5 separate regions of the Mus musculus genome follow, and regions 2, 3, 4 and 5 are each linked to region 1. The links are chromatin contacts, called in public promoter capture Hi-C maps. All regions are on one chromosome and are shown on one strand. Each heading gives the region's core, a stretch centred on a gene start, on an enhancer-like site or on the middle of the called end of the contact. The rest is flanking DNA. Distances are from core to core; before and after follow the strand shown.

Region 1 (4,589 bases), core at 692-3,191:
AGATTGTGGAGCAAAACTGCACAACTGCAAGAGTGCATTTATCCTTCTAGAAATGGACCAGCCAGCATACATTTAGCTGATTGGTTCATATTAAATGATATTAAAGAATAAAATCTTTGAAGTTTCTATGAAGAAGGCTCTCAGATCCTACCTGGCCTTGTTAGTAGTGGCCTACAGCACAGAGGGCAAGAGGGAGTTAGCTCAGTCAAGCCTACCAGGTGGGTTGTGAGTGACCCTCAGTGGAATGGGGCTAGTGAACGTGCATGTGTGCATGTGTGGTATATGTGTGAAGTTAGCCGTGTAGGTGCATTTACACAATGGAGTACTACTCAGCTATTAAAAAAGAATGAACTTATGAAATTCCTAGGCAAATGGATGGACCATGAGGCAGCTTCTCTTGGGCAAGAATCTGGAGTAAATCCTTGGATCCCAAGTGGATGAACTCCTAATCAGTTTGATTTGATCCAGAGCCACTCTCCTTAGCTATCTGCTTATTTAAAAATTAGCTATCTCCTGTCTTCCTTCACTATTCTAGTGTGGTTTGGTCATTTCTGTGGCCTCGTGGATACAGGCATCTTCAATGTGTAAGGCTCCTTCAAATACTGAAAGATCCTGGCAGAATGTAAAAGGACACAGAAGCCCTGAAATTGGCAAGATAGACGTCAGTGTTAGCAGAACTAGCTTCACTGATTTAGAAAAATAGAGGTGCACAATGCTCTGGCCACTTCTTGAACCTGTGTGTCTGCCAAAGTTCTGACCAGGTGTGTGCCCATTGCTGCACCTTCATTAGACTCTTTCCTTGTACCCCTCCCATACCCATTTCTTGAGAATAGACATTGTTTAGATCTGGAAATCCCCTAATCTCCCCCTTCTCCTTTCCCCCCTGAGGGCCTATAAAAACTGGGACCTCTTTCCCCTCGAGGACAACTCCTCTACCCCTGCGTGGGATATGAGTCGTCCCCAGAGCTCTGGCTTTCCCCGAATAAAGCCTCATGTGGTTTGCAACAAGCTCGGTCTGTCGTGAGTTCTTGGGTGTCCGCTATTGTCCTGAGGCCTGAGCGAGGGGCTCCTCTCGGAGTCTTTCAATACCTTCTGTTGACCTGGAGTAGTCTGTGATTGATACTGGAAGTTTTTCAGGAAGTATATCCCGAATTCCTGGTTCTTTGGCTTCCACCTCCTTTGTTGGGATTGCAGGAAAAGCAACACCACCTTGGTCTTGGAATGGGTTCGCTTCTCTGCTTAAAAAGAAAAGGTGCAACTTGTTATAATTGAGCAATCTTTGGCGTGACTTGCTGAAATTCCTGAAACCCGGAGGACATCAAGTCTTGTTTCGATGTGATAGGGGTTGGGTTGGGCCCTGGTCTAGTTGTGAGGCAAAGTGATCACTGCCTTGGGGAGTGTATGTAATAGACTGTGCACAAAAACAAGGCTTCCAAGAGGAAGAACCTTAAGTACCTACTGAGTGCAAGAAGACAAGCTGTGAAAGTTCTGGGATGCACAAGGAAGTCCTGCTTCAATCAGATCGTCTTGAAGCAGACTTGCATGAACTTGGGTGAAAGCCAGAGTTGGGAAGGTCTGTGTGGTCCACGTCTTTTAATTTCAGTTCATCCACTTATGGGAGCTGTCATTCAGATTTCACTAGCCAATCAGGGCCCTGAGGGCAGGACATTCATTCACAAGGACCAAGCGAAGCTGTTCCTGTCACTCAGGCCCTCGTAGGGCAGTGCTAGCCAATCAGAACCTTCAGGCCAGGCCACTCACTCAAGAGCGCCTAAAGGAACTGCTTCATCATTCAGGGCATGCTAGCCAATTAGAGCAATGGAATTGAGTCATCCACGCAGCTGCATCTAGGGAACTCCTGTCAATCAGACTTGTGGTGCAGCTCTAGCCAATCAAAGCTTCGGGGCAAGATGTCCAATCAAGAACACCAGACGAGACGAGAGGTGGGTCCTATCCGCCGCCATGCTGCAGATTCTGTTCTTAAGCAGGCATCGCGTGGTCCCGTGAGCTGCGGTGTGATCGCCGCTGCCGGGAGCTGTAGGGGGAGCGCAGGCGAGCTCAGCAACCGCGCCATGGTGAGCGCGGGGCCGCTGTCCCCGGATGGGGAGGAGCGGTCGGCTGAGCCGCGTGAGCCGGGGTGATAGGTCCTTCCCGGGGTTGGGGGAGCGGTGGGACCGGCCGGCCGAGCGGACACCCTGTGCGTTCCACTGGGCGACGTGGGCCCCGTCACTGGCCAGTGCTTGTCTCGGAGGACTCTAATCACTTCCGCTTTTCCAGCCATGTCTGCGCAGAGCGCGGGGAGCGGAAGACTCCTCCTAATCAGGGGGTAGCTTCCGGGTTGGTGACGTCACCGCCCAGTGCTGGCGCCCTGTTTGTGCTTTTGGTGTCGCACTTATGACTGCTGTGTTCTCTGCGCTGTGGTCTAGACGTTGTGGGCTTCGTAGGTCTAGCATCAAGTGTGAGTTAATTTTGTGAAATTCTCCGAGTCTTTGTCCAAGAGTTTCTTTCGGATGGTGTCCCAGAAACAGTTCTAGAAAAGATTGTACTACTTTATCAAAGGTCAGCTTGTCTCCTAATTTAAAAAAAAATTTTTTTTTGTGGATCTGTTTATTCTTCCTAAACAGTGTGTTGTCTTGTGTATTTGATTGGAAATGTTACGAGTGTGTTGTGGGTTCGTCTACATTGTGCTAACCATTTTGTGTGTTTTTTTAAAAGTATTTTACATATAAAATTCAGCAATGTCTTTTATGTACCTGATAAGAACTTTTTAGCATTTTGTGGGAATTATCTTAAATCTGTAATTGAACCTGGGAACTGACATTTTTCTGATTGTGTCTTCTGGTCATGAGGATGTTATATCAGAAACAGACAAATATGTTTGTGTATTTCCACAATTTCATAATTTACTGAATAGAAAGTAAAAAGGTGTCACGCCTCTGGTGGTAATCTGGCCAAGGCTATTTTTCCAAGATATTTTATATTTCCAAGATATTCTATCCAAGGTTCAATTTTTCCAAATCCTAATTATTAATATTTTTTCATATCACACGGTAAATATATAATTATATCCACATATGCTGTTTACACAACCAGCATAAGTTAAAGAGGCTGCAGCAGAGTTCAGAGGGTCCCAGAAGTTGGCGAAGAGAAATGCAAGCAGTGTTTCAGTTGATGAGAGAAGTTAGAACACACGACTAGTGAGCCACAGGGGGAGAGCTTTGAATGAAGCCCGAGGATGTCAGGTTTGAAAGTGGCTGTAGTGGTCTATATGATATGAAAGGCAGACTGACTGGTCCTGGTGAACTGACAGGGACTCAGTTGAATTGAAGCTGCGTCCCTGACTAGATCCTTGGCTCACACAGGTATCAGATGATAGGCTGGTTTCAGGCCGTGCCATCCTAGTGCTTGGTGTCCATCCCTTTCTGAGGCCAGGGGAGGGAGATGCATCCTTTTGTATCCTATGTATGGTGTTTCGTTTGCACCGCTTGTATGCCTAGTGCCTGCGGAAGCTAGCAGAGGACATCAGATCTCCTGTAGCTGTAGTTACATATGGGTGTAAGCTGTCATGTGTACTCTGGGAATTGGACCTCTGAAATAGCATCTGTGTTCTTTTTTTTATGATTTATTTATTTTTTTATTTTATGTATATAGTACACTGTCTTTAAACACACCAGTAGAGGTGTATCAGATCCCATTATAGATGACTGTGAGCCACCATGTAGTTGTTGGGATTTGAACTCAGGACCTCTGGAAGAGCAGTCAGTGCTCTTAACCGCTGAGCCATCTCTCCAGACCAGCATCTGTGTTCTTAACCATTGAACCATACCACCTCTTTAGCCTGACTTTTCTTTAAATTAGCATGTGCTTTTGAGATAGAAATTGTGTAGGCAAGAATGACCTTGAACTCCTGGTTCTTTTGCCTCTATTTCCAAGTGCTGGAATTTCACATATAATTTCATGTAAGAGGCATGCACCGTGACACCTATCTGATGTTCTTTTTCCCTTTAACAATTTCATACATGTATAAAGACTACTGTAATGTCCTGCCCTCTGATTTCCCTCTTTGTCCTCTCCTGCTTACAGTTCCCTGTGAAATATCCATGTTTTCTGCCCCCTTCATCTCCTTCTTTGTTTTGAGAGCCACTAAAAAAAACCATTCTGGTTTTAACCAGGATCATCCGTGTGGCTGCAGGTTCCTGCCCATGCATCTGAGCACGGTAGTGGGTACACAGTTGAAAACAATGCCTTTGTTTAGAATCCCTTGGTATCTAAATCATGATGGGCCCAGTCCTGTGTCAGGTCCGTTACAGCAATGCATTGCTGTTGTAAAGTGAGGTCATACAGAGCATTAGCTCTGCAGTGCTGAAAAGTCAACATTTTACATCCCATCTCACTGTCTCTGGGCCTTACTGTCTGTGCCTCATCTTTCACAGTGATCTCAGCGCCCTGGAAGTGGTGGTCTAAATGTCCTGACTAACTGTGCATCTCCGAGTTTGCTGCGGAGGGGCTTCTCTACCTCAGACGGGGAGGAGCAGTTGTTTGTGAGTAGAGCATTATTTAGAAGGTAACTGGGTGCCAGGACAGTTGAG
Region 2 (4,589 bases), core at 1,561-4,060, 1.7 Mb before region 1:
CCCCCCCACCCCCCTTACCCAGGCGGAGTCGTCATTCACTACAACCAGTGCAAATTCGTGGCTCTTGTCAATCTTGTGCTTTGTGCGAACAAACATCTCAACCATCTTCTGAGACACATTCAGGGCGTTTGTCCTAGAGCTGAGAGGGAGGTCAGATGACAGAGGTCAGATAATATCAGCAGGGTGCCGAAAGCCAGGTGTGACAGTGTTGGTTGCCAACTAGACAACATCTGGCATTAACTAAAACCCAAGTGGCTGGGCACACCTGTGAGGGATTTTTTTTTTTTTCTTTTTCTTTTTCTTTTTCGAGACAGGGTTTCTCTGTGTAGCCCTGGCTGTCCTGAAACTCACTTTGTAGACCAGGCTGGCCTTGAACTCAGAGATCCACCTGCCTCTGCCTCCCAAGTGCTGGGATTAAAGGCGTGCGCCACCACTGCCCAGAGGGATTTTTTTCTTAATTAAATCATTTGAAGTGGGAAGATGCACTTTTAGCCCAGATCTCTGATGTGGGTAGAATCCACCTTTACCCTGGGCCCTCTGCCTGCAGCCTAGGTGAAGGACATGAGAGAAGGGACACTTTGCTTGCTTGCCCTTGCTCTGCTCTATTTAGCAAGTTTGCTCCTTCACTGGCATCAGAGCCTACTTCTTCATGATTATGGTGCCTGCTAAGGAGAAGCTGAGACATCCAGTCTCATGGACTGAACAACTGCTGGACTGTTGGGTCTTCCGCTGGCAGACAGTCATTGGAGGACCAGCTGCACCACAGCCTGAGAGCCACTCTAATATGTCTCACTCATATATAGAACACCAATATACACCAGGTTAGCCTCAAACTCACTGTGTAGTGTAGGCTAGCCTCAAACACACTCTAGAGCACAAGCTGCATTGCAAAGGTGGACCCTGAACTCCTGATGCCTCCATCTCTGCCTCCATCAGCGCTATAATGGCAAGTGTGTGCCACTGGCTCCTGAGCCAAGGCCAGTCCAGATGTAACACCTGATACCCCAGGCTGCCAGGGGTACACACAAAGCTTCACGAGCTAGACAGTGGCCTAGCCCATCACCTTGAGGCCAGCTAGGGTTGGCTCCTAAGAGTGTCATACATATGGACACAGCCTTGGAAGTGTCAGTGTCACGAACACCTGAATCCTACTGGGTGGAGGAATGACCCTATGCATTCTGAGCTGCCTATGTCCAAACTCAATGCCACAGTACCCATTAAAGGACTCCAGCTTTGGCACAGACATCTCCTCCGAAAGATCCAGACAGATGATCTGAAACATAAAGAGAAGAAAGAGAGTACAGGACCAAACCAGACTACAGCCATTACAGTTATTACAGATTGGGTGGGTCCTAGCCAGCAGAGCTCAAAAAGGGCTCAGGGGTGGAGCCTCTGCCTAGAATGGAGGGGGAATGGCTATAGCACAAATGGAAGTCCAGGTGCCACAAAATAAAAATAAATAAATAAATAAATAAATAAATAAATAAATAAATAAAAACAAGAATCTAAATTCAGTGACGTTTAAGCTACCAAGTGTGTGATGTTCATGGAACCTATAGAAAACTGAGGCAGCAATTTAGAGGAGTGGCCTGTCTGAGGGTCTCCATCCCCTACATCTCCAGCCAAGACCCTCACATACCACCTTCTCTGGACAGTTGACCCTTGGTGTTCGAATCTGGACCTCAGATGCTGATGCTGGTACTTGCCAGGGCTTAGGCCCGGCTCCTGGGACACTGGCTGCCCCGCCATCTGCAGTGGCTGCCTCACCCTCGCCCTCGCTGCGGCTGCCCACACTGGCTTGAGCTCCCAGGGCCCGGTCCTCAGCCCCCTCTGGATTGGATCGAGTGTGAGGCCTGGGCTCTGATATCGTCTCCTCTCCTTCTTCTTCCTCCTCTTCCTCCTCCTCCGTGGGGCTGTTCGCCTCTGCCACCTCCATGGTTCCCGAGTGGTTAGATGAAGGGGGGATAGTGGAAGCCAGGATCCTGCCTTAAGAGTTTGTAAAGACAATGGTTACTAGGAAGACAGAAGATGGGCACGAGCCCCTTACGCACAGGAGTCTCTGAGGGCTACAGAATGCTACCATAAGACAGTGTGTCCAGAAACCACCCTCAGGTGAAGTAAGTTTTTTCGTTTTCTTTTTTGTTTGTGACAGCTCCATGTGGCCCAGGCTGCACTCTAACTCTAAAACTATACGGCTTATAATGGCCGGGTACTTCTGTATTCACCTTCCAAGTGCCGGAGTACACCGCCGCACATAGTTTAGGTGGTGCTAGGGACGGATACCCAGGGCCTCATGCAAGCTAGGCAAACTCTTTACCAACTGAGCCACAAGCACTGTTCCAACTGAACTGCTGTTCATCCTTAGCTTTCCGCTGTTTACACAGGACGAACACCCCAGTTGCCTGGTCACTGGGTATTCGACCCATTAAGGCCTCCAGTGGCTCCCACACCTGGGAGACTTGGTTTGTGGAGCCGAAAAGATACAGTTGAAGTTTCCCAAAACTACTTTTCCCCTGAGGCGGCGCCGGTCCGGTCCCTAGGGAAACACAGGAAGCCCAAGTGACCCTGCGATGGATGCGCGGTTTTAGGGGTGGCATCTCGGGACCTCGAATCCCCCACCCCTAAGTCCTCAAGAAGAACGAACCTGGAGCTACAGCAATCCGGGTCGAAGTTAGACCACGGCGACACAAAGCTCACGCGCGTTCACAGTGCCGCAGGTTCCACTCTGTAGCCTGGGCACCGCGGCCAGTCAATCAGGACTCTAGGAAGCCGCCATCTTCCTGGCCGGAAGTTTGTGCGGCGCTGCCGAGACACCTTCTGGGAAATGTAGTTCAGTGGCCCTCGGGACATGGAAGCTGATAGGCTGAGGCGTTCTGGGGGTGTGGCTTGGAGTGGCTGGAATGGGGCTGAAGATGGGTAATACTGGGAGTGGGTGTGATCTGTGGTGGATAGAAGCAAAATTGGGCGTAATTTGTAGTTCCGGTTTAATCACGCTATGGTTCTCAAGGCTTCTGCTGAAATAGGACAGAAGCCTGAGCTGGGCGGGGCCGTTTGATGATTGACGGGGTAGGACTTGGCTTGGACTTGCCAAAGGCCTTCTCAGTTACTTATGTAACTTAGGTTGGCATTCATTCACTAGTACCTTGATGAGGACTGGTGGTGCACACCTGTCATCCCAACACTCCAGAGACCCGGAGACGAAGATCGGGCGTTTAGACCAGGCTGGGCTAAATGAGACGCTGTATAAAAACTAAAATGTAAAGAAAAAGTAAAGAAGGCAGCAGACACACTGTGGACAAGCTTATTGTTGCCAGTGCCTCCAACCGCCTGATGCAGCAGTTCAGACTCATTGAAGAGAAACGTTGTGGGCTACTGAGCAGGTGCAGGCTCTTGCCACCAATCCTGAGGGGCCTGAGTTCGATCTCGGAGACAAGTAGGACCACCACAGACAAAGATGAGTAAAGCAAAGTAATGAAAAATAAAAGCTGTGCAAATGCTGAAGCCAACTCCTACAGTTTTGGTTTTTTTTTGGTTTTAGAAACACACACACACACACACACACACACACACACACACACACACACACACAAAGACCTTCACATTAGAGCGAGTCCTGGTGAACAGGGGACACAAAAAATCCAAAATGAAAATGGAAGGTTTGGCCTCGGGTAAGGGGATACTGATATCTTTAGAGCGGGACAAAGGTCCTGGTCCTCCATCCTCCTCCCGTTCTGGAGGAAGCCGGCATCCTGGAGAAGGAAACGAAACAATAACTGTCCATGTGATCAGGGTAGGGGGGCTTCCTGTTTCCCAGCCCCTCCCGGGCCACTTTTGGCTATCGCAGCCTCAGTAGCCAGTGGCCAGAATGGCTTGAGATATGCCCTGGATCTCAGGCCTTTCCCAAGGTGCTCTGGAGAAGCAGAGAAGAGCGCAGCAGGGTCAACCCCCAGGGTGAGGGAGTTTGATGCTAAGAGCCGTAGGAAGAAAGAGGATTTTAGGGTCCCTACCCAATGCTTCTATGGGGGGTGGGGCACAGATAAGAGAAACGCCTTCAGACAGCTGAGGGGAGAAGAATGCCCAGTAGAGATGGGGGATGGGGGAGTAAGGAACAAGTAGATAGTTAGTGGGCACTATTGGAGAGGTATATGAATATTTAAATGTGTCAATCGGAGTAGACACCCCAAAAATCCTACAGGAAACAAAAAAACAAAAAACAAGGATTCTAAGGTGACGAAGGCAAGAACTGAAAGCAGACTGTAGTGACAGAGGCAATGAGTGCCCGGGCCACACGGCCCCGAAGCCGTCGAGGGAGGCATCCTCTGCCTGTAAGTGTGCCCCTCTTCCTGCCACACTCAGTCCCATGGATCCTGGGAACCCAGGCCTGCTAGGCTCAGAGCCCGTGGTGGTGTAGGGGAGTCCTCCACAGGTGGAGCTGGATATGATGGCCAAGAGACTGTGTGTGTGTGTTGGGGGGAAACGGGGTTCATTCACAGGGGGAGCTAGACCCTGTAGCTGAGAGCTCAGAGGAAGTAGATGCCAACAATGGACGCTTCGAGACTAAACCTGAGCTGCATCAGGAATACCTTGGT
Region 3 (4,589 bases), core at 1,188-3,687, 1.6 Mb before region 1:
CTAGGGATCTATCTCCAAACCCAGCACCTGCCTGAGTCCATTTTGAGAAAGGACTCTTTCCTGGTGGTTGAATGGAAAAGAAAATTGAAACAAACTAAAGCAGAGGCTACAGCAAGTATCCCAAAGAGGAGAGTGACAGGATATCTGTTCCTGTCACTCTGGGTTCACCACTGACATGGCTTCCCAGGATTGACTGCAGACCAGACACTCTTCCCAGGAAACATAGTGGACCCCCCCACATCCCAAGTCTTGCTCTCAGTCTTCCCAATTCTGCCCCTGTGATAACTCATGTCACCTGTCATTGTGAAGGTCTGCCTAATGGGAATGCCATTCTTTCCATGTAAAGGGACAATAGCTGTTCCTCTGAGGCACAAGGAGATCTCAGCTCTGCTCTCAGGAGGCAGCCAACCACTTGGCACAACCAGCTCTTGCTTGGTTAATTTTGGACCCATTCACCACATGTTACCAGAGAGATAAGGAAAGGGAAGCCACAAGTTCATGGTCTCTTGTCAGGAAGGGAGTCAAGCCCAGGAGTCCTGAGTCCCCACCTGACCCACAAGGTACTAGCTAGACTTGAGAGAGGGTTTTACCCAAGTAGGAGGTCAAAGCCAGAGCATTGTGCTTCATGCAGGTAGCATCCTGGACACCTGACTGGAGGTGTGGCTCTATGGTGGAACACTTACCCAGTAAGCAAGCACAAGGTTCTAAGTTCCGTCCCCAGCATTTGCAGGGCAAGAGACAGAAAGTTGGAGCTGCATAAAACCAAAGGGTGTGTACCAGAAACATGAAAGTTAATAAGTGGGGTTAGCTCTGGAAAAAGGCTGACACAGGCCAATCCAAAGGAGAAATAGGCAGAGTCTTGCCCCAGGCCAGACCCCAAACAAGGCGCTTGCTTCTTCCAGGAGACCTCCACTGAGTCACAGCTCCAAGTAAGCAGGAGAAAAAGTGTGTCATGCATAGGAAAGTTCATGTCCTTCCTGGGGTCTCAGGACCAAAAAGTCTTCGATATTCCAAGGGGCATGACTTGCACCGTGTGCCCTTGGGCAAGCTAAGTTGAAAGATTTCTTCCAGAACATTCTTGAAGTGAATGGGGCAGTCATGTCTCTAAGGCTTCCTTTATATCCAGATTCCTGTACCAAATGGAGCTCTAAACCTGGCCTCCTTTCAGCAAGCACACAGCAGACAGGGAATACTGGTAAGGGGGGGGGGGGAGAAAGTGATGCCAATCAAAACCAGGCAGCTCCAAGGCCTTGTAGGAGCAGAGAGGCCGGTGACAATAACTTTATAGTTGCTCATGCCACCTCCAGCCATTCCTTGACACCTTAAGATACTGAAGTCTCAAAGACTAGACAATACCCAACAAGGTAAGGAGATACAACCTGAGGGGCTGCTAGGTGGATGTCTTAAAGTGCTGGAAAATGAGCCAAAGAGGCACAAAAGGACTCCCCTATAAAGCCTTGGGAGTTAGGGTCCCTAGAAAAAGAAGGGAGGGTTTGTTGGCAGCTGTGACTCCACGGGGCTGAGATCTCTGCCACCGCTGAGGTATACATTTCCTGTAAGTCATTTAAAAACAAAAAACAAAAAACAAAAAAACGTTTAAGTCCAAGGATGTGACTCTCTTGAGAGAGTGGCTTCCACCCTACCGGCTCCCTTTCTTCTGAAACGCAGTTCGGGTGTCAGAACCCCACCCCCACCCCGCAACCTCCTCTAGAGTCCAGCTACTCTTTTCTTGAGCAGAAAGTGATGTGCCTATCAAAGCAGAGAGAGAACCCAGAGGGCGCTGGGACTCGCCCTGGCGGATCACCCAGCTGTCCGGGAGTGAAGTCAGGAAGAAGATGAATCAAGAGGGGAAGGCGGGGGCGAGTCTCCAGAGGCTGCACCCCGTCATCTCCCTTTCCTCCTCCTCTCCACTCCTCCGGCCCTCTGAGGAACTGTTTTTGCGTGTCTTTCCAGGCCCACTCTTTTAGACGTTCCAGCCCCAACAGTGGGTTGCCACAGACCGTTTCCCATTCTCTGAGAGCCCGGCGCCTCTCTGACACCCTAGGGCTCAGACCGCGAGTGCAGAAGTCCCTTTCCCTAGCACGGCCCCTCGGCTCCGCCTTCCTGGCCTCCCCCGTTTCCTGAGATCCCCCCAGATGCCACCTTAGCCACGTCCTCTCCTCAGCCGCCGCTGAAAGACGCGGTAAGCCCGCCAGTCTCAACCCCCTCAGCGTCCACGCGTCCCCCAGGCCGCATCCTGCCCTCACGTCCCACGACTTCAGGAGCAACCCGGTGCACAACCCCGGCTCGGGTCTCCACTCACGGCCGCCGCGAGAACTTACCTGGACCTCGGGCCGCTGCGCGCCACCGGTCCCCGGCCAGCCTGCCCGCTGCTCCCGGCCGCCCCGCCCCGAAGCGACCAGCCTCGCCCGCCGCTGCACCGTGCGATTTCACTTCCGGGTTCCGGAGGCGCTGAGTGGGCGGGCGCCAACTCGTCGGAGAGGCGGGGCGACTCGAGGTCCCGCCCCATCTAAAGGCGCGCAGCGAACGCCCTCTGCGGTTGGTGCATTCCAGATGCTAAGTGTTCCACAGCTGAGAGGGGCGGGCGCTATGATAGTCACGCCCCTCCCCAGCAGTATTTTAGCCCGCTCAGGTTGGTGCCGGAAGCCCACACGTCTGAGGGACACCTTGGAGCCACGCCCTTTTTCGGCGCTCTTGGCCAGGCTGAACGAACTGTAGCAAGCTTGGAGCCCGCCCCGCGGCTCGCGTGAAGAGAGCACCCTCCGGCTTCCAGCACTACTCCCTGCCTCCTAGCGGGCGGGACCCTGAGACGCTTGCCTTTGAGTGGAAGGCGGGAGAATGGCGGATTCCTCAGAACGGGACGCAGGGTGAGTTGGGATCTCAGAAGGGCGGAATTTAGGGGCTCCTGTGGGTTGGCCAAAGACCAGATCCTGGGCTCACAGGCAGCGGAGCTGGAGAACTGGGATCTTATGAGCCAATGCCCGAATCTCTCCCAGACCAGAAGCCCAGGCTCTGAGCCGCTTCGGTGCGTGCTGGGGAGCTGGGGTCCCAGATGCAGTTCAGAATTGGGGTTGTGCGTGGACTTTGGTGGACATTCTCTCTTTTTCCCCTTGGAGACAGTGGTGTTTTTTGTTTTTTGTTTTGTGTGTGTGTGTGTGTGTGTGTGTGTGTGTGTGTGTGTGTGTATGTGTGTAGCTGATCCGGAGCTCTGTAGACCAGTCTGGCCTTGAATTCACAGAAATCTGCCTGCCAAGTGCTGGGTTCAAAGGCATGTGCCACCACCACCTAGCCTTCCTTTTTTTAAAGGAAAAACGTGACCCTACATGGTAGCACGACTTTAGTCCCAGCACAGACCTTTTCCTAGGCCTCAGGAGCTCTAGGGTTGCTTGTCGCACTCCCCTTTAGCCCTGACTCACTACACCCATGGGTGTTTGCTTAAGAGTCTGAAGGATGAGGGTCACGGGCTATTGTGACTGTATACAGCAAAGGACACTCTGTGAAGGTCAAGTGGGTGAAACAAAGGCTCTTGCCACCAAGCCTCATGATCTTATTTTGATCCATGGGTTTCATATGGTGAAAGTAGATAACTGATGTACTGGCCAGTTTTGTGTCAACTTGACACAGGCTGGAGTTATCACAGAGAAAGGAGCTTCAGTTAGGGAAATGCCTCCATGAGATCCAGCTGTAAGGCATTTTCTCAATTAGGGTCAAGGGAGGAGGTCCCCTTGTGGGTGGTGCCATCTCTGGGATGGTAGTCTTGGGTTCTATAAGAGAGCAGGCTGAGCAAGCCAGGGGAAGCAAGCCAGTAAGGAACATCCCTCCGTGGCCTCTGCATCAGTTCCTGCTTCCTGACCTGCTTGAGTTCCAGTCCTGACTTCCTTTGGTGATGAACAGCAATGTGGAAGAGTAAGCTGAATAAACCCTTTCCTCCCCAACTTGCTTCTTGGTCATGATGTTTGTGCAGGAATAGAAACCCTGACTAAGACAATTGACTACGCATTTTGTCCTCTGCCCTCCATGTGCACATCATGGCACACGAGCACTACAAACTACATAAAATGTAAAATGCTGAAATGCTAAGAGAAGAGGCCTATGGTAGGAGCCTCCTACACCTGAGACTCCCAGCCCTGAAAGGCAGGGGGTAGAGAGTAGGGATGCACAGTGGGCACAGGACAGGACAAGGCCATGTTACTGAAGCCTCTGTGAGTGGTGGGCAGGCTTTGGGGCACCATGAGGGACAACAGATGCACCTGCACTTTGTAGAACTACAGGGCCCCATGTTCTCCCATAGGCCCATGATTTGCCCCCAGAGCAGGGAGAAGCCCCCAGCTCCCAGCCCTGCTTTTGACTTGCAGGTGTGTCCAGAAGAGGTTGGGATCCCCTGGAGCTGGAGTTACAGGTGGTTGTGAGCCACCTCACCTGGGTGCTGGAGACTGAACTCAAGTCCTCTGTAAGAGCAGCAGACACTCTTAACCTATGAGCTGTCTGGCACAGCCAGGGCTGTGAAGTGAGATTTATTTGCTCTCTGAACAATCCCAACAACCTGAGTTTAGGTCCCCAGAAGCCACATAAAGACTGGATGCAGTAGT
Region 4 (4,589 bases), core at 1,060-3,559, 1.1 Mb before region 1:
TGCCTTGTCTGCTACTCTGGGTCTGTCCCTGAAGTGGGGGCGGGTCTGATGGTGTTTGTGGATAGGAAGGGAATCTCTCCCACTGGGAAGGAGCCTGTGGCAGACTGCAATGGAAGACATTCCACTGTGAATCCGGGTCATAACCCCTCCCAGTTCACTTATGAGACCCCTAGGGCATTCCTATCCCTGAGCCTTGCTGTGTGCCTGCAGGGCAGATGTGGTGTCTCTGGGCTCCCTGCCCCTCACTCACTCACTCAGCTAAGCCAGGCTTCACTATGCCGGACCGTGAAATAGGCAGGTCAGAAGCGGGGCCCCACATCTGCTTCCAGCTGCTCTAAACAGATAAATCCTCAGTTGGATGAAGGAAGTCAGCGTCTGTCCAGTGGGCCAGGAAGAGACCCCGTTGAAACTTTTTTCTCCAGGTGACTCAAAGGAAATCCTGAAGCCACCCAGACTTTCACTGAGGACTTCCTCTAACACACACGGGGTGGGGTGGGGTTGGGTGGGGTGTGACTTACTCCGTGACTCCAGGCGAAGGCCAAACCCTCTCTCTGGTCTCCGAGACTTATCTGTGTGGTACACTCACTCTGGGAGGGGGCGTCTTCAATTCCCGCACTTTTCTTTAGTCCAAGACCTGTGGGACTTCTCTGGTCCTCCAGGCCGCCTTGTCCTCTCCAGGCTGCGGGCAGGGGGTGCTGCAGCCTGGTTCATAAGGCTGTGAACCTGTGTTCGTTCACACAGCTGGGCTCAGGAGTGAATACGAGCCGCAGTACATCCCATGTCCACCAGGGGGTGCCCGTGTCTACAAATGCCGGGCAGGTTTCCCTGCAGGAGCAATTCTTCCTGTTACATTCCAGAAGGGTCTCCCTATCCCCAGGTACACTGCAGCCCTTGACTCAAAATATCAGAGTCTCCTGGATTTGCTGCCTATGCACGGCAATCCCTTTCTGGATCTGAGGGACTAAGTTCCCCTAGGCCTTATGGAAGTGGAAATTGAGGCACATCCTCCTTGTCCCTTGCCAGGGTCCTTTAGGTTGAATGGGGGTGCCCAATGCGGGGGGGGGGGGAAAGGACCAACACTTCCCTGTCCCCACCAATTCGCATCGCCGGAAACAATGGGCCTGAAAAAAGGTGCCCCAGATAGGTCTGCAGGCGGCAGCGAGTTGATGATTAAGCTGGGAGGTTCTGGCCTAGTGGACACACCTGCGAACCCAGCATCTAAGAGGCTGACACCGGAGTTCCATTGCCTTGAGTTCCCGGGCAGCCTGGGTTACAGTGTGAGATCCTGTCTGAAAACATAAGAAAAAGCCAGGCCGGGCAGGAGAGATGGCTCAGTGGCTAAGAGCACAGACTGCTCTTCCAGAGATCCTGAGTTCAATTCCCAGGAACCACACAGTGGCTCACAGCCATCTGTAATGGCTCTCTTCTGGTGTGTCTGAAGACAGCTACAGTGTACTCATATACATATACAAATAAATAAATCTTTTTTTTTTTAAGTTTAAGAAACAGTCAGGTACTAAGGCAAACGCCTATCAAGTCAGCTCTGGAAGACTGGTGGAGGATGGCAAATTCAACATCGGGCTTGGTTAGAGTACGAGATGCATTGGAGGCTATGTGAGACTTGGCCTCAGAAGAAAATAAAGCTTTCGGGTTCAGAAATCCGATTTGAGCTTTAATTCCAGCACTCGGGAAGCAGTGGCAACCTCGCCTCTATGAGTTCAAGGCCAGCCTGGTCTACACAGTGAGTTCCAGACTAGCCAAGGGAACACAAAACTACTGGCCAATCTTGTAAACAGAAGCAGGGGGACTGTCTCAAGTCCCAGGTAAGTTTGGGCTACATGAGAACCCGTCTCAAAAAGCAACAGAAAAAAAAAATAGTGACAGTTGTCACGCTGGGTGACTAAGACCAGTTTCCCTATTCCTGGGCTTCCTTGTTTGTGTATTTGCGAGACCTAAGGCGGCAGAGCCGCGCTGCAGCACCTCCCACTTAGGCTCCGGTTCAGAACCAAGCAAGGGTTATTTTGTCTGGAGCCTCGTGAGGCCACGCCCCACCGCGCTATTGGTGAAGTTCTTTCCGGTAGGCGAGGCTTTCTCTAACGCCCCGCCCCGCCCCGCCCCTCGATGCTACTGACTTTCTCGCAGGAGCTGATTTTGCCCCCTCAGACCACGCCCTTCACACGCTATTGGCCTGGTCCCTTGTAGGGGGGGGAGCTTTCTATCAGGCCACCGCCCTCGTGGAGCCTTTGGCCTAATTCTCTCAGCAGAACCAGGCTTTTTCAGGCCCCGCCTCCTCAGCGCGCTATTGGTGGAGTCTTCTCCTGAAGGTGTGGCTTTCTCCTCAGGCCATTCCTTCGCCGCGCTATTGGCCTAGTCTTTTCTGGGGTCCCGTTCCCTACTGCTGTGTTTGCGGAGTCTCTTCCGGTAGGTGCGGTCTTCTCCTCAGGCCCCGCCCTCCAACCGTCCTATAAGTGCGACGCAGCTGCGGGTCCCCAGCGGTCTTCCGTCCTGTTGTCCCGCTTGTGTGTGTACGTAGTTCGAGCCCGCTGCGTTCGCAGTCTCTAGCTCTTTCTTTTCGCGGGTTCGAGCACCTGGCCGATCTCTTTTTTGGGTTCGCGACCGTCACCGCAATGCTGTTCGATAAGGTGAAGGCGTTCGTAGTAGAGATAGACGGGGCGCGCACGGGCACCGAGCCCGTGTTCCACGGAGGCCAGGCCGTGGCAGGCCGGGTACTGTTGGAGCTTGCGGGCGCGGCACGCGTGGGCGCGCTCAGGCTGCGCGCTCGGGGCCGCGCGCGCGCGCACTGGACGGAGTCGCGCAGCGCGGGCTCCAGCACTGCTTATACTCAGAGTTACAGCGAGCGCGTGGAAGTCGTGAACCACCGCGCCACGCTGCTCGCGCCAGGTACGGGCTGGGGACCTTTTGGGGCGCACCGAGCATGCGATTCCCAGGCCTACGTCCGCTGAGCCCCGGGTCTTGTTCCTAGACTCGGGGGATATCGCCACGCTTCCCGCTGGACGCCACGAGTTTCCCTTCAGCTTCCAGCTGCCTATGTAAGCCCCACTGTCGCCTTCTGGCTGGGCATCTAGGGTTCCCTCAGCCCTGACTTCTCGGGACATCCCTCTTGTATGCCCTTCACCCCACTATCTCCTGATAGTGATCCTCTGATTACCCACTCTTGCCACCCCAGCTCCCTGGTGACATCCTTCGAGGGCAAACACGGCAGCGTCCGCTATTCCATCAAAGCCACTCTGCACCGGCCATGGGTCCCTGCACGCTGCGCCCGGAAGGTGTTCACTGTCATTGAACCTGTGGACATAAACACACCTGCCCTGCTGGCAAGTGGCTGCCCCATGGGGGTTGGGGTCCAGCCTGGCTGCTTGACACCTTTTAGATTTGAGGGTCTCAAATGACCTCTGTAACAGGGAGCCAGGAGTTAGTGGTGAGTTTAAAACCCACTATAGGTAAGTGCAAATTCTGAGGGTGCTCACCTGCTGTGTGCCTCTGGGAAGGTATCTTGCTCTTTCCCAGCCTCAGATACCCCATTTGGAAAGCAGGATATGATAGGGCTATTTTTGTTTTTGTGTTTGCTTTTGTCTTTACTGGTTTTGGGTTTTGCTTTATTTCTTTTTCTTTTCTTGTTTGTTTTTGTTTTTTGTTTTGTTTTGTTTTGGTTTTTTTGAAACAGGGTTTCTCTGTATAGCCCTGGATGTCCTGGAACTCACTTTGTAGATAAGGCTGGCCTCGAACTCAGAAATCTGCCTGCCTCTGCCTACCAAGTGCTGGAATTAAAGGCATGTGCCACCACTGCCCGACTTTTTTTTTTTTTTTTAATTTTAGAAAGGTCTCTCTCTGTGTAATCCTGGCTGGTCTGAGATTCACTGAGTAGACCAGGCTGGCCCTAACTAAGCCCATAGAAATATACCTGCTGGGACTAAAGATAGGTGCCACCACATCTAGTCTTGTTTTTATTATTTATTTACTTATTTTGTTTTTTTCAAGACAGGGTTTCTCTGTGTAGCCCCGGCTGTCCTGGAACTCACTCTGTAGACCAGGATGGCCTTGAACTTAGAAATCTGCCTGCCTCTGCCTCCCAAGTGCTGGGATTAAAGGCGTGCGCCACCACGCCTGGCTTATTTTTAATTTTTATTCAACTTTTGGCTTCCTAAGATAGGGTTGGCCAGGCAGTGGTGATGCACGCCTTTAAGGCAGAGGCAGGTGGATTTCTGAGTTCAAGGCCAGCCTGGTCTACAAAGTGAGTTCTAAGACAGCCAGGGCTACACAGAGAAACCCTGTCTCGAAAACAAACAAGCAAACAAACAAACATAAAAAGAGACAGGGTTATGTTATTTGGGGGTATCTGGTCAAAACTTAAAACAGCCCGCTTGTCTCAGTCTTTCTATAAGACTCAGGTCTCCAAGTGCCCAGTGCTCAAAATGACCCTTGGTGTGCCCAGTGCTCAAAATGCACTTGGTGTCTCCCTAGGAACCCCAGGCTGGAGCCCGGGAGAAGGTGGCACGATCCTGGTACTGCACACGTGGCCTCGTGTCCCTCTCGGCCAAGATTGACCGCAAAGGCTACACTCCAGGTAA
Region 5 (4,589 bases), core at 702-3,201, 1.0 Mb before region 1:
CAGGCACCCTACCAACTAAGCTTAGCTAAGCTTAGCTAAGTCACCTCCAATCCCAGCCTTGTGTTTTCTGAGTAGGTGGGCTGCTCACCAGTCCTGCACTGCATTAAATGACTCCTCATTGGTGATGTCATACATTAGGATGAAGCCCATGGCGCCTCGGTAATAGGCTGTGGTGATGGTGCGGTACCGCTCTTGCCCTGCTGTGTCCTGGGGAAAAGAGGGATAGGTCAGAAGGGACCTCGCAGCAGCCCCCGAGAGAAAAACGTGCTCCAAGGTTGTCCAGCAACCACTTTGAGGCCCGGGGACAGTGGGTCAGGAAAAGCAGACAGTGACCCAAATGGGTCACTGCAAGGCCACTTAGTCACTCAACAAACATGTACTGGGTGCTGCCTGAATGCCCTGTGCCACACTATGCTAGAAGATGAGTGGGGATGCTCGGGACTTAGGAAAACGGGAAGCTCATACTGGGATGGAGATGCAGGCCTTAAATCCCAGCGCCAGCCGATGGCTAGCCTCAGCTTCCTTTTGTGGGGGTTGGCAGGAAGACATCTCCCCTCCAGCCCTACACACCCAGATCTGCAGCTTGATCCTCTTGTCGTTGCGGTAGATGGTTTTGACCTTGAAGTCTATGCCAACGGTGCTGACAAAGGCTGGAGTGAAGGAGTCATCTGCGTAGCGGAAGAGGAACGAGGTTTTGCCCACGCTGCTGTTCCCAATGATCAGGATCTTGAACATATAGTCGAAGTTCTGGTCTGAGGACTCCTTCTGCCCATAGCGAGAGTCTGTGGCGGAAGCCATCTGCGGGAGGCGTGGCACAGAGGGCCTGAGGGGAGCATCAGGACCACGCACAGGGTGGGCACGGCACAGGGGTAGGTGAGGATACCCCCCAATGTCACATGCTCAACCCCCCCAACCAACATAAGGCAGAGCTGTGACCTTGACAGCACCAAGGTTTTAAGCAGGCTGTGAACCTCAGATTCCCCTGTACCCTGAGGGAAGACTGAGCCTCCTCTGCCTTCCCATCAGTCTCTCACAGAGACCCACACCGGAACATGAATACAGGAGGATCCCCAGTTCTCGCTCATCCTTATTTTTCTCCTGCAAGAACTGGGGCCCTGAGATAGCCACATCACGTGACGAAGACAGGATGAACGTAGGCTCACACACACAAAATCGCGAGCACAAGAGCGCGCACGCATACACACACACACACACACACAAGCACAATGAAGCATCTAGGGCAGGCAGACCCAAACACCTGCCCTGCATGCAAGAGTGGTGCTAACAGGCGAAACAAGCAGACATGTATGGTGTGTGCAAGCCCATGTGTGAGCACAGCTCCCTGCACCAATGCACGACTGTACCTGGCCATCCGGGAGGACACACCACACACGCGCATGGCTCCACACGCGTGTGAGCACATACTTGAACTAAGATCCACGCGCACCGCGCACGCGGACCATGCACGCACAACGTATCACAAGTGTGCACGCTGCGCGTCCTGCGGTCACTCGAGCCTCTCCATGCCCAGCGGGCGCGCACACGCGTGTTCACCCCACGAGCACGAGCACGCACAAGCCTCCCGCAAGGCCTGGCTTTCCCCTCCCCCTCTGTCGCAGAGCCCGGGCCCCAGGTGCCAGGTTAAGGGCGAGGGGTGCGGGATGCGGGACCAAGAATGCCAAATGCGAGACCCATAGCCACTACACCCGAGTTGCGCTCCCCTTGATCCCCCAGCTGTCAGTGAAACGCGGGCTCCTCAGTGTGTGGACCTGGGTTGCGCTCACCCTTACCCTCTCTAAGCTGAGACAACGCTGGCGACGGCGACCGTGGCGACTGCGCTGGCGACCGGGCCCCAGAAGAGGATGCGGGGGATGCAGGCGGCGGCGGGGGCTGCAGGCGGCAGCGGAGGAGGCTCAGGCCCCTGCAGTCCTAGCTGACGTCCTGCAAAGCCAGGGGCGGGGCTTTCTATGCAAACGAAGCTGTGACGTTAGGGGAGGGACTGCATCGACAGCCGCGGGACCACACTGGCCTGCGCCGGCAGAAGAGGGGCAGGGCCTGGTAAGCCACTGGAAGACGGGGCTCTAGGGAGGCATGAAGTTTCCATTGGCTGATGCTCTCGAGCGACGGACCGAATATCAAATCAGCGATTCCTACGTCTTTAGAGGCCCAATGGTGACTGCTAGGTGTTTGAAGGGCGGAGAGGCTGAGGCCAGGACCTAGCTCTGGTTGGAAACTTGTGGTTAGAAGTCCTTGCTTTTGAGACGTGAAGCACTCAGGAGTTTAGGTTTTGTTTTGAGAAATGGTCTCAAGTAACAAGCTGGTCTCGAACTTGCCAAGTAGCAGAGGCTGATCTTGAACTCTTGATCCTCCCGCCTGCACCTCACAAGTGTTGGATTGGCAGGCATACATCTTGATTACATTTTAGGGCTCAAAAAACTCATTAAAGACCACACAGAATTTTTAGTCCCAGCACTCAGAAGGGAGATGGAGGCAGATCTCTGTGAGTTCGAGGCCAGCCTGGTCTACAACGTGAGTTCCAGGACAGCAGGACTATGAAGAGAAACTTTGTCTCAAAAAACAAAATAAACAAGCAAATAAATAAATAATTTTTAAAAAAAGAAAGAAAGAAAGAACTGTTTTTTGATGGGCTGAGGATAATTCTCAGTTTGGTGGGGAACCTGCATCACAAAGACCTGGGTTGATCCAGGCTCCTGTTCTCTGCACTGGGAGGAGAAGGGAAGGAGGGGAGAAGCAGAAGTCCAAGGTGATCCTCAGTTACATAGTGTCTTAAAGTCAGCTTGATCCACATAAAACCCTGCCTCAAAGAAATAAAGGAGAAAATCCGGTCTGTGCAAAGAGAAAAGGGTCTGATGAGTCCCCAGAGAACCCCTTGCTTCCTTGCGCACTTAGGGCTCAGAAGTATCCTGACCCATAAGTCTTCCAAAATTGTAATGAAAGACCAAGGAAGCAGAGAAGATTCAAGAGTAGCTGCCCAACGCCCTTTACGATATGGACACTGGGACCCGGGTAACCCTGTGTCTCAGGAAGGTGGGCGCAGAAATGCAGACTTCCAAGCCGCTATGATACACACGACTCATTCCTGCAAATCTGCCTGTCAAGGTGGGAATCTGGGGTCTATCCTATTCTTCCTCTCCGTGCGGCCGGGCAGGGTCCCCATCGCTTCCATTCCCACAGGAAGCAGAACTGGGAACGTGTCCTGGCCCTGTTTATAGACCTCCCCGCCAGCTGCGGAGGCGCCAATGGACCAGAATAACTTGTCGCCTGGATGCTCGTCCACCCCCGCGAGGAGCCTGGAGCCCCGCCCAATCCGGGGCCGCTGGAGGAAGCTTATTTCCTGCTTCCCCTGCACTTCATGCAGAGACACAAAGTGACCATCAGTTTGTTACTTAGCGAGCTCCGGGCCCACGCGGAGGCTACTGTGGGGACCGGGACCGGGTTTGAGGACAGAAAGGGTGCAGGAGGAGCCTGGGACACTGGAGCCTGATTTGGATTTATTCCGAAGGGATAAGGTTAGGGGAGGAACCCATTTGCTTCCACCACCAAGCAAGGGCTCCAGGAGAACTGTGCTGGTAGCTCAGTAGGTGGCAAGGCTTCATCGGAACACTTGGAAAGCTGAGGCAGGAGGGTTGTTGAGTTCTTTATCATCCTGGATCACAAAGTGAGACCCTGTTTCATACTATAAACGTGTGCGGGGAAACTGCTGGCATGGTAACAGAAACCTTTAATTACACAGCACTTGGGAATTTCTGAGTTTGAGGCTCCCCAGAGAGGACAGCACAGCTGTCTGGAAGAATGAAGCAAGTGTGTTAAAGGCCTGGGCAAACAAGAGCACAGGCAGAAGAAGGGACAGAGGGAAGCTGTTCCTCAAATCTTTCTAAGTTATATTCATTTATTTGTGTTGGAAAGAGGGGAGTGTCACAGGACAACCTAGGAAGTCAGTTCTTTCCTTCCAGCACAAGTCCTAGGAATGGAACTCACGTCATCAGGTTTGTGTGACTTCCAAATTCTCCCACAGTGAACACACATGACTTTGTTTAACAAGAAATCTCTAAGGGTCGCCTCTTAAGACATCTGGAAGGAAGAAGGAAATGTTCCAGTGTGTGACCCCAGATGGCCTTTTGTGCCTCCTGGGGATGAATAGCCCGAGTCATAATATTTACAGAGGAAGTCGCCTGCCACTCTGGCTCCTTGGAGGCCTTGGTCAGGTGCAGAGTTACAGGCTCAGAGGGAAAAAGGAAAAGGGAAAGAGAGGGACCCCCCCCCCCCCATGGCACATGCCTGTTACCCCAGCCAAGCACTCGAATGGTGGAGGCAAGAAAATAACGTTAGTGTCATCCTCTGCGGCAAACAAGTCTGACATTAGAACTTGAGACCATGAGACCTTGTCTCAAAACGGCCAAAGAACTGTTTGGAAAACAAACAGGGAATCAGTCATACCGCCAGGGGGCACCAGTGCCCACTCTTAGTATATAAGCTCTGAGGGACTAGTTATGACTCAGTTTCCACACAAGAGAATGAGTAGGTGTCGCGGCTATTCCTGGTTGTCAACTTGACTATATCTGGAATGA

Evidence for each region. Promoter capture Hi-C pulls out the DNA fragments that hold promoters and counts their contacts.
Region 2: a contact with region 1 is called in a promoter capture Hi-C map of pre-B cells, with 2.6 times the contacts expected there. The contact joins the promoter of Babam1 here to the promoter of Zfp869 in region 1. A contact is called at or near these places in 2 of 39 promoter capture datasets (embryonic stem cells and pre-B cells), 3 of 115 datasets of contacts at active chromatin or transcription factors (astrocytes, double positive thymocytes and pancreatic cancer cells) and 1 of 9 other capture datasets (pancreatic islet).
Region 3: a promoter capture Hi-C map of pre-B cells shows a contact between it and region 1, with 6 times the contacts expected there. The contact joins the promoter of Myo9b here to the promoter of Zfp869 in region 1. A contact is called at or near these places in 2 of 39 promoter capture datasets (hippocampal neurons and pre-B cells), 1 of 484 Hi-C or Micro-C datasets (uterus), 1 of 115 datasets of contacts at active chromatin or transcription factors (double positive thymocytes) and 1 of 9 other capture datasets (liver).
Region 4: a contact with region 1 is called in a promoter capture Hi-C map of erythroid cells, with 4 times the contacts expected there. The contact joins the promoter of Arrdc2 here to the promoter of Zfp869 in region 1. A contact is called at or near these places in 3 of 39 promoter capture datasets (erythroid cells, liver and pre-B cells).
Region 5: a contact with region 1 is called in a promoter capture Hi-C map of pre-B cells, with 2.7 times the contacts expected there. The contact joins the promoter of Rab3a here to the promoter of Zfp869 in region 1. A contact is called at or near these places in 2 of 39 promoter capture datasets (cranial neural crest and pre-B cells).

The regions. Positions count from the first base shown.
Region 1 is chr8:69,714,254-69,718,842 of GRCm38.p6, reverse strand. Zfp869 (zinc finger protein 869) reads left to right here and starts at 1,941. Exons shown (of 5, transcript NM_001039965.1): 1 at 1,941-2,075. Gm51532 (a long non-coding RNA gene) reads right to left here and starts at 1,736. Exons shown (of 2, transcript XR_003947396.1): 1 at 1,090-1,736.
Region 2 is chr8:71,395,076-71,399,664 of GRCm38.p6, reverse strand. Babam1 (BRISC and BRCA1 A complex member 1) reads right to left here and starts at 2,810. Exons shown (of 9, transcript NM_026636.2): 1 at 2,645-2,810; 2 at 1,640-1,986; 3 at 1,215-1,273; 4 at 19-139. The coding sequence starts at 1,936. It overlaps Ushbp1 (USH1 protein network component harmonin binding protein 1), which reads left to right and starts at 3,864. Exons shown (of 13, transcript NM_181418.3): 1 at 3,864-3,951; 2 at 4,196-4,325; 3 at 4,494-4,589. The coding sequence starts at 4,272.
Region 3 is chr8:71,270,562-71,275,150 of GRCm38.p6, reverse strand. It overlaps Myo9b (myosin IXb), which reads right to left and starts at 2,437. Exons shown (of 40, transcript NM_001142322.1): 1 at 2,322-2,437. Haus8 (4HAUS augmin-like complex, subunit 8) reads left to right here and starts at 2,561. Exons shown (of 11, transcript NM_001163042.1): 1 at 2,561-2,867. The coding sequence starts at 2,839.
Region 4 is chr8:70,837,440-70,842,028 of GRCm38.p6, reverse strand. Arrdc2 (arrestin domain containing 2) reads left to right here and starts at 2,309. Exons shown (of 8, transcript NM_027560.1): 1 at 2,309-2,901; 2 at 2,984-3,050; 3 at 3,188-3,335; 4 at 4,483-4,585. The coding sequence starts at 2,628.
Region 5 is chr8:70,752,065-70,756,653 of GRCm38.p6, reverse strand. Rab3a (RAB3A, member RAS oncogene family) reads right to left here and starts at 1,951. Exons shown (of 5, transcript NM_009001.7): 1 at 1,791-1,951; 2 at 571-798; 3 at 89-207. The coding sequence starts at 798.